Linked DNA regions of Mus musculus: region 1 is linked to region 2. The links are chromatin contacts, called in public HiChIP or PLAC-seq maps. All regions are on one chromosome and are shown on one strand. Each heading gives the region's core, a stretch centred on a gene start, on an enhancer-like site or on the middle of the called end of the contact. The rest is flanking DNA. Distances are from core to core; before and after follow the strand shown. Region 1 holds the start of Hmbs (hydroxymethylbilane synthase). Region 2 overlaps Cbl (Casitas B-lineage lymphoma).

Region 1 (6,672 bases), core at 3,917-6,416, 150 kb after region 2:
ACTTTTGACCACAGACCTCAAGGGGCCAGATCAAGGTCCTCTCCATACATACAAAACATTACATACTGAGTACTTGACAAATCTCTCTCCCTACTGCCCTTCCTGGTTTCCCCACAACACCATGGGAGGAGCCCATCTTACCAGGTGCCTCAGAAAAGCCCTTTCAGCAATGCAGCGAAGCAGAGTTTCAGGATCGTGCAACACACTCACTAGGTCCAAGATATCCTGGTCCTTGGCTCGGACTTCCACGGCTAGGGCTCCCTAAAGAACAACAGGCCTGATCTTCTCTAGTAATAGAGCTAAGCATGAGAAACACACCTCTACCTGCTTCCCTGGGTCTTATGCATAACAACCAAACCTGTCCCTCTCTAAACATCTTATTTGATGGATAGCAGGTGCCAAAGGTTATGAACCAGGTTCTCTCCAGGCAAACCTACCTGACCCACAGCATACATGCATTCTTCTGGGTGCAAAATCTGTGGAGAGAGACAAGATGGTGGGATAGGGGATGTTCAAAGGCAGTGAGCTAGGGTTTGCCAATCTAGGAAGCCTGGGGAAGGCACAGGTAGGAAGTCCAGCAATGAGTCCCAATATCCCTAGCCTGGGCTTCTGGTTGTAGTGTTGTTGGCAGAATGGTCAGGAAGAAATCAAGGCAGGAGAGAGGCAGATTCAATGGGAAGCAGAACAGGGCAGCTCCTACCTGGCCCACCCGGTTCTGCCAGCCCATGCGCTGTAGGCCAGCCACAGCCAGGACGATGGCACTGAATTCCTGCAGCTCATCCAGCTTCCGGAGGCGGGTGTTGAGGTTTCCCCGCTGTGGAGCGTTGCTAAGGAGAAGTCAAGACCTACCCAGTGCACCCTCTGCCCCACAGTCTCTTTTCCCCCCTCTAGCTAACTTTTAAAAAACTTTTGTTTTTGTTGAGTGGTGGTGTATACACCTTTAAATCCCAGCACTGGAGGCAGATACAGATCTCCATGAATTCAAGGCTAAATCTGGTCTACAGAGAGAGTTCCAGGACAGGCTGGGCTATACAGAAAAAGCCTGTCTAGAAAAATGGTAGAAATGAAAAAAAAAAAAAAAAAAAAGCTGGGCAGTGGTGACACATGCCCTTAAGCCCACAATTTGGGAGGCAGAGGTAGCCGGATTTCTGAGTTGGAGGCTAGGCTGGTCTATAAAGTGAGTTCCAGGACAGCCAGGGATATACAGAGAAACCCTGTCTCGAAAAACTAACTAACTAAATAAATAAATAATAAAATAAAAAGACTTCTTTGGAGTCGGGCGTGGTTAGAGCACGCCTTTAATCCCAGCACTCGGGAGGCAGAGGCAGATAGATTTCTGAGTTCAAGGCCAGCCTGGTCTACAAAGTGAGTTCCAGGACAGCCAGGGCTATACAGAGAAACCCTGTCTCGAAAAACCAAAACAAACAAAAAACAAAACAAAAAAAGACTTCTTTGGATAGGATCTCATAGTGTAGTCGTGGCTGTACTGGAACTTGCTCTGTAAGTTTTATTTTAGTTTTATGTGCATGGGTGTTTTGCATGCCTGTCTCCAAAGGCCAGAAGAGGGCATCAGTTCCCCTAGAACTGAAATACGAAATAGTTGTGAGCTACGGTGTGAGTGCTAGAAGTTGAACCGGGGTCTTCTGGAAAAGCAACCAGCACTTTAAACCCCTGAGCCATCTCTCTAGCCCCAGGACACACTGTTTTTAAAATTAGTTTTATGAAACATATCACATATTCACTGTAAAAACCAAAACCACTTAGCAGCACAGAAAGTAAAAGCAGAAGCGCCTCTGTCCCTGCCACCAGGAGTGGTCACCGGTCAGTATTACCTGCACTGCAGTGCCTGCCTGTCTGTCTAACATGTCAGCTCTATAGAACGAGGAACCATGTTTGTTTTGCAATTGTCCTCATTGCCAGGCCATTAAAGGGTGCCAGGCAGTGGTGGCCCACGCCTTTAATCCCAGCACTCAGGAGGCAGAGGCAGGCGGATTTCTGAGTTTGAGGCCAGCTTGGTCTACAAAGTGAGTTCCAGGACAGCCAGGGCTACACAGAGAAACCCTGTCTCAGGAAAAAAAAAAAAAAAAAAAAAGGAAAACATTAAAGGACTGTGGATGTGTGGATGGATGGATGGATGGATGGGTGGGTGGGTGGGTGGGTGGGTGGACGGACAGCTGGAAAGACGACCCCCTGACCGCATGGACCACTTGCTTCGGAAGGTCCTTCTTTCCCTCTTTTTCCCCTCCTTCTTCTGAAAGGATACAATACTCTTGAATTCCAGGTGGGGGAACTTTCTCTGTAGCTGAGCCACTCTCCTCAGAGAGCTGGTTCCCACGGCACTGCTCAGAGAGAGTTTAGAATTAAACTTAACCCAGGCTGCCAACTGTTCTCCACTGTCCAGCCCTCTCTCCCCCGCACACTAGGCCCACTCACCTTTTCTCTGGCAAGGTTTCCAGGGTCTTTCCAATAAACTTTGGGTGAAAGACAACAGCATCACAAGGGTTTTCCCGTCTGCAAAGCAAATGATGAAATAAAGGTATTAGCATTTGGAGATAAGGCTTAACTCTAGCCCAGGCTGACCTAAAATTTTCTCTGTACCCCAGGCTAGCCTTTAACTCACAATAACCCTCCTGCCTCAGCTCCCTGAATGCTGAGATTATAGGCATGAGCCACCAGGCCAAATTCATTTTATTTTCTTTGGAAAGGTTTTATATTTCTTTCTTTGTTTTTTCTTTTTTTTTTTTTTTTTGGTTTTTTTTTTGTTTGTTTGTTTGTTTTTGTTTAGTTTTGTTTTGTTTTTAAGACTGGGTTTCTCTGTATAGTCCTGGAACTCACTTTGTAGACCAGGCTGGCCTCGAACTCAGAAATCCACCTGCCTCTGGCTGCCTCCCAAGTGCTGGGATTATAGGCGTGCGCCACCACCACCCAGCAGGTTTTATATTTCATTTCCTTGATTGTTTCCATTTTCATTGATGAGATGAGGAGCATAAACATTCTACAGCATGTATGCATGAGTCAGATGACAACTTGTGGGATTCAACCCTCTTCTTTCACCAAGTGCACCCCACGGACTGAACTCAGGTCATTGGCTTGACAGCAAATGCCTTTACCACCTAAGCCACTGTAAGCCAGCCTTCTGGTGCCCCTAAGGCACAATCTAAGTTCCTCGGGCTGGTTCAAATCCCTCTGTAGCCCAGGCTGGCCCAGAATCTCTGATCCTGTCTTAGCCTCCCCAGTAGCTGGGATTTCAGGTCCGTGCCACTGAGCCCAACTCCACAAACTCTAAATAGTCAACCAATTGGCTTTCCTGCCACACTATGTCTGACAACCTTCAAAACAGAGGGCTAAGCGGTCAAGTTCCAAATGGAAAAAAAAACAAAACAAAACAAAACAAAAAAAAAAACTCAAAGATTCCCACAGTAGGATTAATCCTGCCCAGGGCCCTCCCTCCCATGCATGTCCTCCCCGCTTACTTGCAGATGGCTCCAATAGTAAAGCCAGGAGGTAGTATGGTAGGCACATCCTTCAGGGAGTGAACGACCAGGTCCACTCTGGAGACGACATGGGGAGGACACAGAGAGAGGCTTTGAGTAGGTGACCTTACCTCCACCACCCACCCCAGCATCCTTGACCGTTCAGGAAGATAGCATCTTAAGATCTAAGACCTGGTCTCTTCTCAACTACTCTACCCCATTTCCCCAGACAGTCTGATTCCCCAGGTAGTTAGGCTACTCCAAGGCAAGGCTCTCTCCTCTGTGAAAGCCTGTGAGCTCCACAGTCTAACCCGACAGTCCTGCCAATATTGGGGAGCCACTTTGGGGTTCTAGGCTCGGGGTACCACATTCCTCCATCCTCACTCACTCGTTTTTTTCCAGGGCGTTTTCTAGCTCCTTGGTAAACAGGCTCTTCTCTCCAATCTGCCAGGCAAGAGAGAGCCTCAGAGTGAACCCCTTACACGTGGGAGAGGGACAAGAAGAATGGGGACAAGGACTGGCGTTACCTTAGAGAGTGCAGTATCAAGAATCTTGTCTCCCGTGGTGGACATAGCAACTGAGGAGAGAGTCAATCAGATACCCATTAACACCTACTGAGTCACCCCTCGTTCAGGCCTTGACTGGATTCACAGTGGAGTCTGAGGCATAGAAGACCCAGCCCCTACTCTCTCAGATACACACACCGACAGAAAAAGCAGACATACTCATAAAAGAACCCAAAGCAGAAAGTATGAAATGTCAGGCTAGCCCGGGCAGCTGGAGGAGATGTGCACAGGAGACAATCTTTCTTTCCCTTCACAAGCAGCCAGAATAGTCTTACAAGGCAGGCTTTGACCACAGGCAAAGCCAGAGATGCCCTGTCCTCCGGTTCACTGGCTTCCCGTTCACTACCAATCACTCCTCTCAAGAAAACTTACTGATTTCAAACTGTATGCCAGGGTACAAGGCTTTCAGCATCGCCACCACAGTGTCGGTCTGTATGCGAGCCAGCTGGGGAAAGAGAGTCAGATGGTTTCTCACCTCCCCTGGCCACTGGCCCAGGCTCAGACCCTCATATGGACCAAGAAAGCAATGAAAGGGGTTAGACTTCTCACATGAGGCCTGCCCTGAGAGTCCCTTCTCTGTACCCCAATCATTTCCCTGCTCCAGAGACTCTCTTTTCTGTACCCCATGAAATCGACTCTCACACACTCTTATTTGCTCAATGCTAGCCTTTGGGTCCCACTAGTGACCCTGTGAGTCTCTGGGTCCCACTAGTGACCCTGTGAGCATTACAATTCTTGAGACAACGCGCTATGTCTGTACTCACCTGGCTCTTACGGGTGCCCACTCGAATCACCCTCATCTTTGAGCCGTTTTCTTCCTGCAGAAGAAAGTCCCTAGGTTACGATCTTTTCCTCATTCAAAGAACTAGGATCACAGGCTTAGGAAAGAGGACTCCCAGGTCCTAGGCAGGTGAGGCTGCTAGGAAGGAGAGACTCCCAGGACTGGTCCTTGAATCTTCCTTGGTACCTTCTGCCCTCCTACGGGATCCAGAGAAGCAAGACCAGAGGAAAAGCTGTAATAGGATCTGTTGTGGCAGCAGCAACAGGACACTGAGCCCCAAAGCCCAGCCTGGCCAAGGAGGTTCTGAGTGGGAGGGCTGCACACAGCCAGGTGGGCAAAATGATAAGGCCCATCAGCCTCGGCACAGTGAGGGTGGGCCCTGCTGGAGGGTGGGGCCTACAGAAGCTGGGGCAGGACAGCCGAAGCCTCCCATTGCTAGAGAACAAGCTCACTGTCCACAACAACTCAGGCACTTGAGAAGGCCTCACTAAGCCCTGGGTGAGTCACTAAGCATCCCTTAGTACCACCAGGATGTACTCCTAACAAGGACTGAAATCAACCAAGCTAATGTACAGCCCTTTCATGCCCTTGGCTGGGTGACTTTGGGAACATCATCCCATCAAGGGCTTGTTAAATTAAAGGCCACCTCATGCCTCAAGAAGTCCCAGAAGACTACAAGAATAAACTGCCTAACAGTCATTGCCTACTGGCTTCCTCTGGTGTCTTAAGCCAGAGCCAAGAGCTCAAAAGGACACACCTCTTTCTTTTGTTAAGGCGCCTTGGATAAAGGTGTCTAGGGCCAAGCAGGTAGAACTGGGTTCTGCAGTCTGATACAAAGGGGACAGGAGTCACTGTACAGATTGTCCCCCTTCCCTGCACCAGGTTCCTCATCTCACAGGTTCTTCTATAACCAGACACTCAAGTTCTTGGTCACTGAAGGTGAAAACTTGCTCTTGGACTCCAGTCTACTCCACTGCTGAAGATCCCTCCAACAAACGACTCTGAGATAGCCTTTGCAATTTAGCTGGGCTTGAAATAACACAGAAATTTCGGACAACAGGGAGCCCATAGAAAGGAATTGCTAAGTTCAAACAATTTGTTTTTTAATTAATTGACCCAGAACAGCATTTGAGCCGTGTCTGCATATTGTCCTTGCAACAACCCTACTAGGTTAGACAGGGTAGGTACTTCCACCCGTGTCACAGAAGCAAAGATGCAGAGTGGTCAAATTACTGTCTAAACATCTCACAGCTATGAACAGACAGAAAGTGGGTGCTGAAATCCAGGCCTTCCTACCCTAACCCTGTGCTCTAAAAATGTTTTCATAGCCAAGACTACTGCTTACTGCCTGGGCAGGAGATAAGCAGGCTTCCCAGCTCAGCCTTATCTCAGGCAGCCTGCCCACAAGTTCAGAACTTTCCAGGCAGGCCAGAAATGACAAGGCCCAGGGGTGGGTTCCCCCGCTCACAATAGCAATTCAGGTGTGTCTCTACTAGGACTTTTGTGGGTGGCTAAGGCTGGGTGACTTCATAACGGTGAACGGGAGAAGGCGTGTAACCTCCAAGATGTTTGTATACAGTTTTAAGAAGTGGGGTGTGCTCTCCCCTGAATGAAGTGGATCGTATTCCGAGATAGCTGGATTTGCCTCAGCCCCTTCTTCGTGAAAAGGATCTTGTCTGTGTATAATCCTTTACTGGCCGGGAACAACAGAGATCCAGCCAGAGCCTACAGGGATGGAATCCCAGGGCGGACCACCTTTCCACTCACAACCCCGCCCCCACTGCTCGAGATCACTCCTTCCCTGCCTTAGGGCAACCTAGTTACTGGCCCTTTAAAAAAAACCTTGGGGGGG
Region 2 (6,613 bases), core at 3,247-5,746:
GTATGTCTTGGGCAGAGATCAGAGAAAGGTGCCAGATCCTCTGAGACCAGAGTTACAGGTGCTGAGAACTGAACCCAGGGTCTCTGGAAGAGCAGCTAGTACTATAAACCACTGAGCCTTTTTATTTATTTATTACTTTATGTATATGGATATCTCGCCTGCATGTATGCCTATGCACCATATGCAGGCCTGGTGTCCTCAGAGCCCAGAAGAATATACTGGGTTCCCTGAAATTAGAGTTGCAGGCAGCTGTGAGCCACCATGTGTGTGCTGGTAATCAAACCCTGGCTCTCTCAAAGAGCAGCCAGTCTTCTTAAACCACTAAGCCATCTCTCCAGTCTCAGAAATGAAAATTTAAATGGGCAGATTAATAGCAAATACTTTAGAGCAGTGGTTCTCAACCTCCTTAATGCTGTGACTCTTTAATACAGTTCATCCTGCTGTGGAAACTCCCAACCTTAAGATTATTTTCTTGCTACTTCATAATTGTAATTTTGATAGTGTTATGATCCATAATGTAAATATCTGATATGTGACCCTTGTGAAAGGGCGGAGACCCACAGGTTGGGAACCAGTGCTTTAGTAGAAAACAACAATAAGCTGAAGAGAGTAGTAGAAACTTTCTAAATTAAAATACTGGGGAGGGGATCGATGTAGTCGTAGTGGCCAATGGAACATTAAGCAGTCTCCTGAAGGAGAAATGGGAGAGACAGAAACAGTGACAGGAGCTTTCCCAAGTGTGACAGAAACTGGCATCTCAACAGCACTCGAGGAAGCTCCCACAGAATGTTAACATTATTACAAAGCTATGCTTCGGGCTAAGGAGACAGATCGGTGCTGCCCTTCTCACCTCCACATGTGTGTCATGACATGTGCAAACTTATAATAAATTAATTTAGAAATAGATGAATACAATAGTTCTCAGGGCCCTTTCAGACAGTCTGAAATACTAAAATTACCTCCGTAAAATGTTACACACAACATGCCTTTTTCCACTCTAGTGACATTCGCATTCATGGCCCAGGAAACAGTGGACAAGACTGCCGATTCCAGACACAATCAAGACAACACACCAAACTATTTATGCAGTCAAAATACAGCTGTATTCTTTTTTGTTTGTTTGTTTGTTTGTTTTTCGAGACAGGGTTTCTCTGTGTAGCCCTGGCTGTCCTGGAACTCACTCTGTAGACCAGGCTGGCCTCGAACTCAGAAATCCGCCTGCCCTTTGCCTCCCGAGCACTGGGATTAAAGGCGTGCGCCACCACGCCTGGCACAGCTGTATTCGTAAAACCAAATACTGTTTGCTTGCACTTTAAGAATTCCCTTAACAGAGTCTTACAATATGGCTCAGTGATTAAAGGTACTCGTCTTAAACCTTGACAACACAAGTTCAATGCCTACAGCTTACTCAAATTACATGAGCCACGGCACTTGTACCCACACATACACATTACACACACACACACACACACACACACACACACACACTTTCTGAATCTCCTTTATTGAAGCAGACGTCTTTAATAATTACTCCTGTTAGATCCACAGTGAAGTGCTTTGTTTCTTTAGACATTCTGTGTGACACAATGAGAAGAACACCAAGTTCTGTTGCAATATGGCCAACCTTAGGAAAGTACTTACGCAATGCAACAGTGATGCAAGCTTTTTTAAAAAGGCATTTTTTTCTTAAGATCACTTAAGCCATTTCTAGCACACAACATCAACAATATCATATAACCATAACCACTATCCATTTCCAGATTTATTTACATTCCCTTTTTCTTCAATAGTGCTTACTCTTGATACATTTTACACCTGTATATATGCATTTGACCATATACCCCATTCTTATCTTTTTGAGACAGAGCATCATGTTATGATGTATCCCAGGGCGGGCTAAAACTTTCCATCCAGTAGAGAATGACCTTCAGTGTCTCTGGTCTTCCTGAGAGCTGAGACTGCAGGTGGGTGCTACAATGATGGCAATAGTTGGTTTGTTAAGATAGGCCCTAGCCTTGCAGCACACACTGGCTTTGAACCTGCAGTGATATTCCTGTCTCAGCACAGCAGAATTTCAGGAACGTGCCTCAATGCTACCATTTCTAGAACTCATCTATTCTGGCTATATGACCATTGAGCAGTAACCACCTCTCCCCTCCTTTTAGTTCCCAATACTCTATTATACCTGTCTTTATAAATTTGCACAGTCTAAATACCTCATAAGTAAAATCATAAAACGTCCTTTTAGATCTGGCTTATTTCAATCAGCAAACTGTCTTCACAATTAATCTGTGCTGTAGCTTGTATGTGCATTCTACCCCTTCTTACAGGTGAGTATTGAAACTTACCTGGCCAGTGAGATGGCTTGGACAGAGATGCCTGTGCACAAGACCTGAGTTTGACCTCAGATTTCTGGACCCCACAAGGTAGGAAAGAACCAACTGCTGAGGTGTGTGTGCATACAGAATAATACAAATTTAATTTTCCTAGAGTTCTATACAATATGTTAAACATATCCCCTCCCCATACTCACACCCTCCTTTTTCTCAGCCCTACTAGTCCCCACCACTTCCCTAGACAGTTTTACTTTGTCACTTAATATCTGTGTGCATGACTTTATGTTGACTATAGAAAAATCTAGAAATCATAAACAAGAGAAAACAATGATATACATATGGCTTTCTGTGATTGGCTTAACTCACTTATGACTAATACTGCCTTCATTTGCATTCATTTTTCTTGAAATGACAGAATTTCATTTTCCTTTATGGCTGAAAAGGTTTCACTGTACAAATGGCACACTTTTGTTATTTCCTGTTGTTGGACACCTCAGCTCGTTCCCTAACTTAGCTATGGCAGTCCTGCAGTGAATGCTATGCTCCAGAATCTCGGTGAATGCCTACTGAATTCAGAAGCTTGGGTACACACCAGGCAACTGCAACTGTACACCAACATTTCGTTTGTCCATTTATCTGCTGATAAATGTGGAGTGTATCCCACGTCTACTTGTCATGAACACTTCTGCAATGAACATGGATATACAAATATCTGATCAAGTTCCTGCTTACAGTTCTAGAAATATATGTCTTAGAAAGCTAGAAGATGATATGCTAATTCTGTTGAACGTTTTGAAGAAATGCCAAACTTTTCTACATGGTTGCAGTTTTTCATATCCATTAATGACGCATGATTCTAGTTCTCTACCTCCTCAGCAGTATCTATTACTTTCCTTTTCTGATGATACACTTCCTAGTGGGTGTGAAGTAGTGCCTCACTGTGGTTTTGATTTACATTTCCCTACCAGCTGACACACCTATCTTTCATGAGCTTTCTGGCCAAGTTACTCTCTAGGAATCTAGGTTCATATAAATGCTTTAAACCTGTGCGTGATCAACCTCAAATCCCGCGCTGTTCCTTGGGGTCCATCTTTCTTTCTTTTTCCTTACCTCCCCCTTCCTTTCCTTTTCCTTCTCCTTTCCTCTTCCCTTCCCTCCTTCCTTTTTTGGAGACAAGGTCTCACTGTGTAGCCCATACTGGCCTCCAGGTTACAGAGAGCCTCTCCCTCCTGAGTATTGTGATTAAAGGCACTCAACACGATGCCCAGCTCATCCATCTTATGTTTTGAGACAGTCTCTCATTAGGCCCTGGATGTCTACACCTCCCAGCCCTAGGACTTTTCCATGGCCCTTTCCATAGATAGTGGGGATTGAATTTGACAAACTGAGCCCCTTCTCCAGCCCCTTCTTTCAGATAAAACTGCTCTCACGACTTTTTTTTGTTTGTTTTGTTTTTTTGTTTTTGTTTTTCGAGACAGGGTTTCTCTGGCTGTCCTGGAACTCACTCTGTAGACCAGGTTGGCCTTGGAACTCAGAAATCCGCCTGCCTCTGCCTCCCGAGTACTGGGATTAAAGGCGTGCGCCACCACGCCCGGATGCTCTCAAGACTAAAAACCCCTGAACCCAGTTTCTTTCTTTATTCTAAGTCGTCCCTCTGAGCCCAAATCCTAATCACATTGCCAATTGTTTATTTAACTTCTCTTTAAATGGCTCATAAAATTTCAAATCTTGGCCAGATGTGATAGTGTAAGCCCAGCTCTTGGGAGGCGAAGGCAGGTGGGTCTCTGTGAATTCCAGGCCAACCAATGCTACATACATTGAGACCCTGTCTCAAAAAAGCCAAACAAACAAATTTATCAAACTTACACATGCCCCAAATGAAACTCTTTGCTTCTTCCTATACTTACAGCCTGAGTTCTCTGCTAGAATCAACATAGCATTGTCAGCAGAGTTAATGAAACTAGAAGCCATTTTCAATTCTTCCATCATTTTTTTCTACACTCCACTTCCCAATGTGTCAACAATTCTTACTAATTTTAGCTCTAATCCATTTCTTATCTGTTTTTCTTTCAACTTCCTCCTCCCTTCTCTACTTCCATTACTGCCACAGCCACAAACCTTTATCTGTCTTACAGACAGCAACTGATACCGTCATTGTAAAATACCAACAAGGTCACATGCTATGCCCTTGTTTGAAACCTCAGTGGCTTCCACTGTTCTATGCCTTTATCCCACTCAGACACTGGTCCAAGCCACCAGACCTGGTGTGCTCCCTTTAAAACAACAGGTTCTGCCCACTTCTGTTCCTTCCACTAACAGCCGCTCATGATCATCTCTCTCTGCGACTGAAAAGACAGCCACATGTTCCTACCCTCTCCAAAATGCAAGAAATGTTCCATGTAAGACTAGAAATCATTTCTCACCAAGCTAACTCTTAAACACTGAGATAGCTGTCATTATCTATCGGTAGCATTTAGCACATGTTCTGAAGAAACATGTTCTAAGAAAGGACTATAGGTGTGCAAACATGATCCAGTTTGTGGAGTATCACCATTCTTTGGAGGAAAATGTCAAGAGTGTGCTTTGAGCCAGATGTGGTGGCACACTTGTTTAATCTCAATGCTCAGGAGGCAGAAACAGGCAGATCTCTGTGAATTCCAGGCCAGCTAAGGTCTATATAGTAAGACCCTGTCTTAAAAAAACAAAACAAAACCTTGCTTTGCAAATTATTAAGAAAAGGCTGCTTCTTCAGTCAACCAGCTTCTATCAACCCTGCTCTAACTTGTTCCTGGACACGTGCTACCACAAAGCACTCAACACTACCTTAGTCTTCTACTGAGTACTTAGCAGATGAGCTTTTAGTCAAGTCTGAATTTTCCTAAATTATACAGGATAATTAAAAATTTGATAACATAAAAAGGTAAGAATAACTTAACAGAAAAGTATAATCTATAATGAATATGAGCCATTTTTTAAATCCAGTTCCACTCTGTAACCAGCCCCTTTCAGCTTCTATTCAGGACTAATCAATTACTCTATAGTTCACCAAAGCTGAGACTATAACTAAGGGTGCTGCTGACCCAGTGCAGTAAGGAAGTTCTTTGGTAAGAAGCCAGCATCAGAAAAGGCCAGGAATGGATCTGGACCTTTACTTCATAAAGGAAAACCTACAATAAATATATGAACTCATAACCAAACAAACACAAGAGCTAAAACTAATAAGAAAAAACAAGGGAAAACAACACCACACACAGCCCTTGACCCCAGCACTCAGAAGGCAGAGTCAGGAGAATCTCTATGAGTTTGCGGCCAGCCTAGATGAGATACAGTTCCAGGACAGCCAGGTCTTTTACTCAGAGAAACCTTGAATTAGGTAATATGGAGGAAAGGGAGTTTGGAGACAAGGGCTCTGTAGCAAAGTCTGTCCTCGAAGTCCAGTTTGGCTTTGAATTCATAGTCATACCCCTGTTACAGCTCCCAGAATGCTGGACAGTAAGCATGCAGCACTACACTTGTCTGGCCTTTGCCATAGTCTTAAAAGTACAAAAGTACTACTAGACTCCATCAAAGCTTAAATATTTTGTTACCACAGAAGATAGTATTGAGGTGAAAAGACATACAGAATGAGAGTGAAACCTTACAAATCACTTCTCCCAGTATAGATAATAGGATGCTAGTTCAGTAGGCAGATTATGTAAAGAATAGTTACAGTTCAATAGGATAAGGTGGACACAATTTTAAAATGAGCAGAAGGCCTACAAACCATGAAGTTTCCAGTACTGAAAACAATAAAAACAAAGAGCTAAGGTCAGGCATGTGGTGGCTTACACCTTTAATTCCAGCATTTAGGCCAGCTTGGTCTACATTGAAGACCCCATCTCAAAACAAGCAAACAACAAAAAGACAGTAACTTGGGAGGTTGGGGGAAGAGTGGTGCATGCCTCTAACTGTACAACTTGGGAGGTAGGAGGTAGAGCAGGAAGATCAAGAGTTCAAAGTCACCATCATCTACATATTTAGTTCTAGGATGTCTCAAAAAAAAAAAAGACAACAACAACAGAACAGGGAGCCGGAGAGTGAGCTCCTTGGTTAATGGCACTTCCTGTTCATGCAGAGGACCTGAGTTTGGTCAGCCACATCAAGATGCCTCACAATGCCTCAGAACTCTAGCTCAAGAGAACCCAACTCCCTCCACAGCACACATAATATGCACATATACATAAATAAAAGCAAACTAAATTTTAAATTTAAAAAAAGGCAAAGGATTTGACTAGGTC

What was found. HiChIP or PLAC-seq counts read pairs in DNA pulled down with a chosen protein or histone mark.
Region 1: a contact with region 2 is called in an H3K27ac HiChIP or PLAC-seq map of the HPC-7 cell line, with 5 times the contacts expected there. The contact joins the promoter of Hmbs here to the enhancer-like site in region 2. A contact is called at or near these places in 1 of 39 promoter capture datasets (neural stem cells), 1 of 484 Hi-C or Micro-C datasets (nephron progenitors), 5 of 115 datasets of contacts at active chromatin or transcription factors (the HPC-7 cell line, the SCID.adh cell line, embryonic stem cells and 1 more) and 3 of 9 other capture datasets (adipose tissue, liver and pancreatic islet).

The regions. Positions count from the first base shown.
Region 1 is chr9:44,337,215-44,343,886 of GRCm38.p6, forward strand. Hmbs (hydroxymethylbilane synthase) reads right to left here and starts at 5,167. Exons shown (of 14, transcript NM_001110251.1): 1 at 5,007-5,167; 2 at 4,804-4,857; 3 at 4,412-4,484; 4 at 4,001-4,050; 5 at 3,862-3,917; 6 at 3,474-3,551; 7 at 2,434-2,511; 8 at 2,264-2,339; 9 at 701-814; 10 at 438-476; 11 at 142-261. The coding sequence starts at 4,839.
Region 2 is chr9:44,189,750-44,196,362 of GRCm38.p6, forward strand. The region is part of intron 2 of Cbl (Casitas B-lineage lymphoma); the gene reads right to left. Among named protein-coding and RNA genes, the nearest start is that of Cbl, 41 kb to the right of the region's middle. Within about 2 kb of position 4,497, at least 26 of the 459 cell types and tissues checked have an H3K27ac peak or open chromatin away from gene starts, as enhancers often do. A contact at or near this core is called in the HPC-7 cell line, where this site is marked.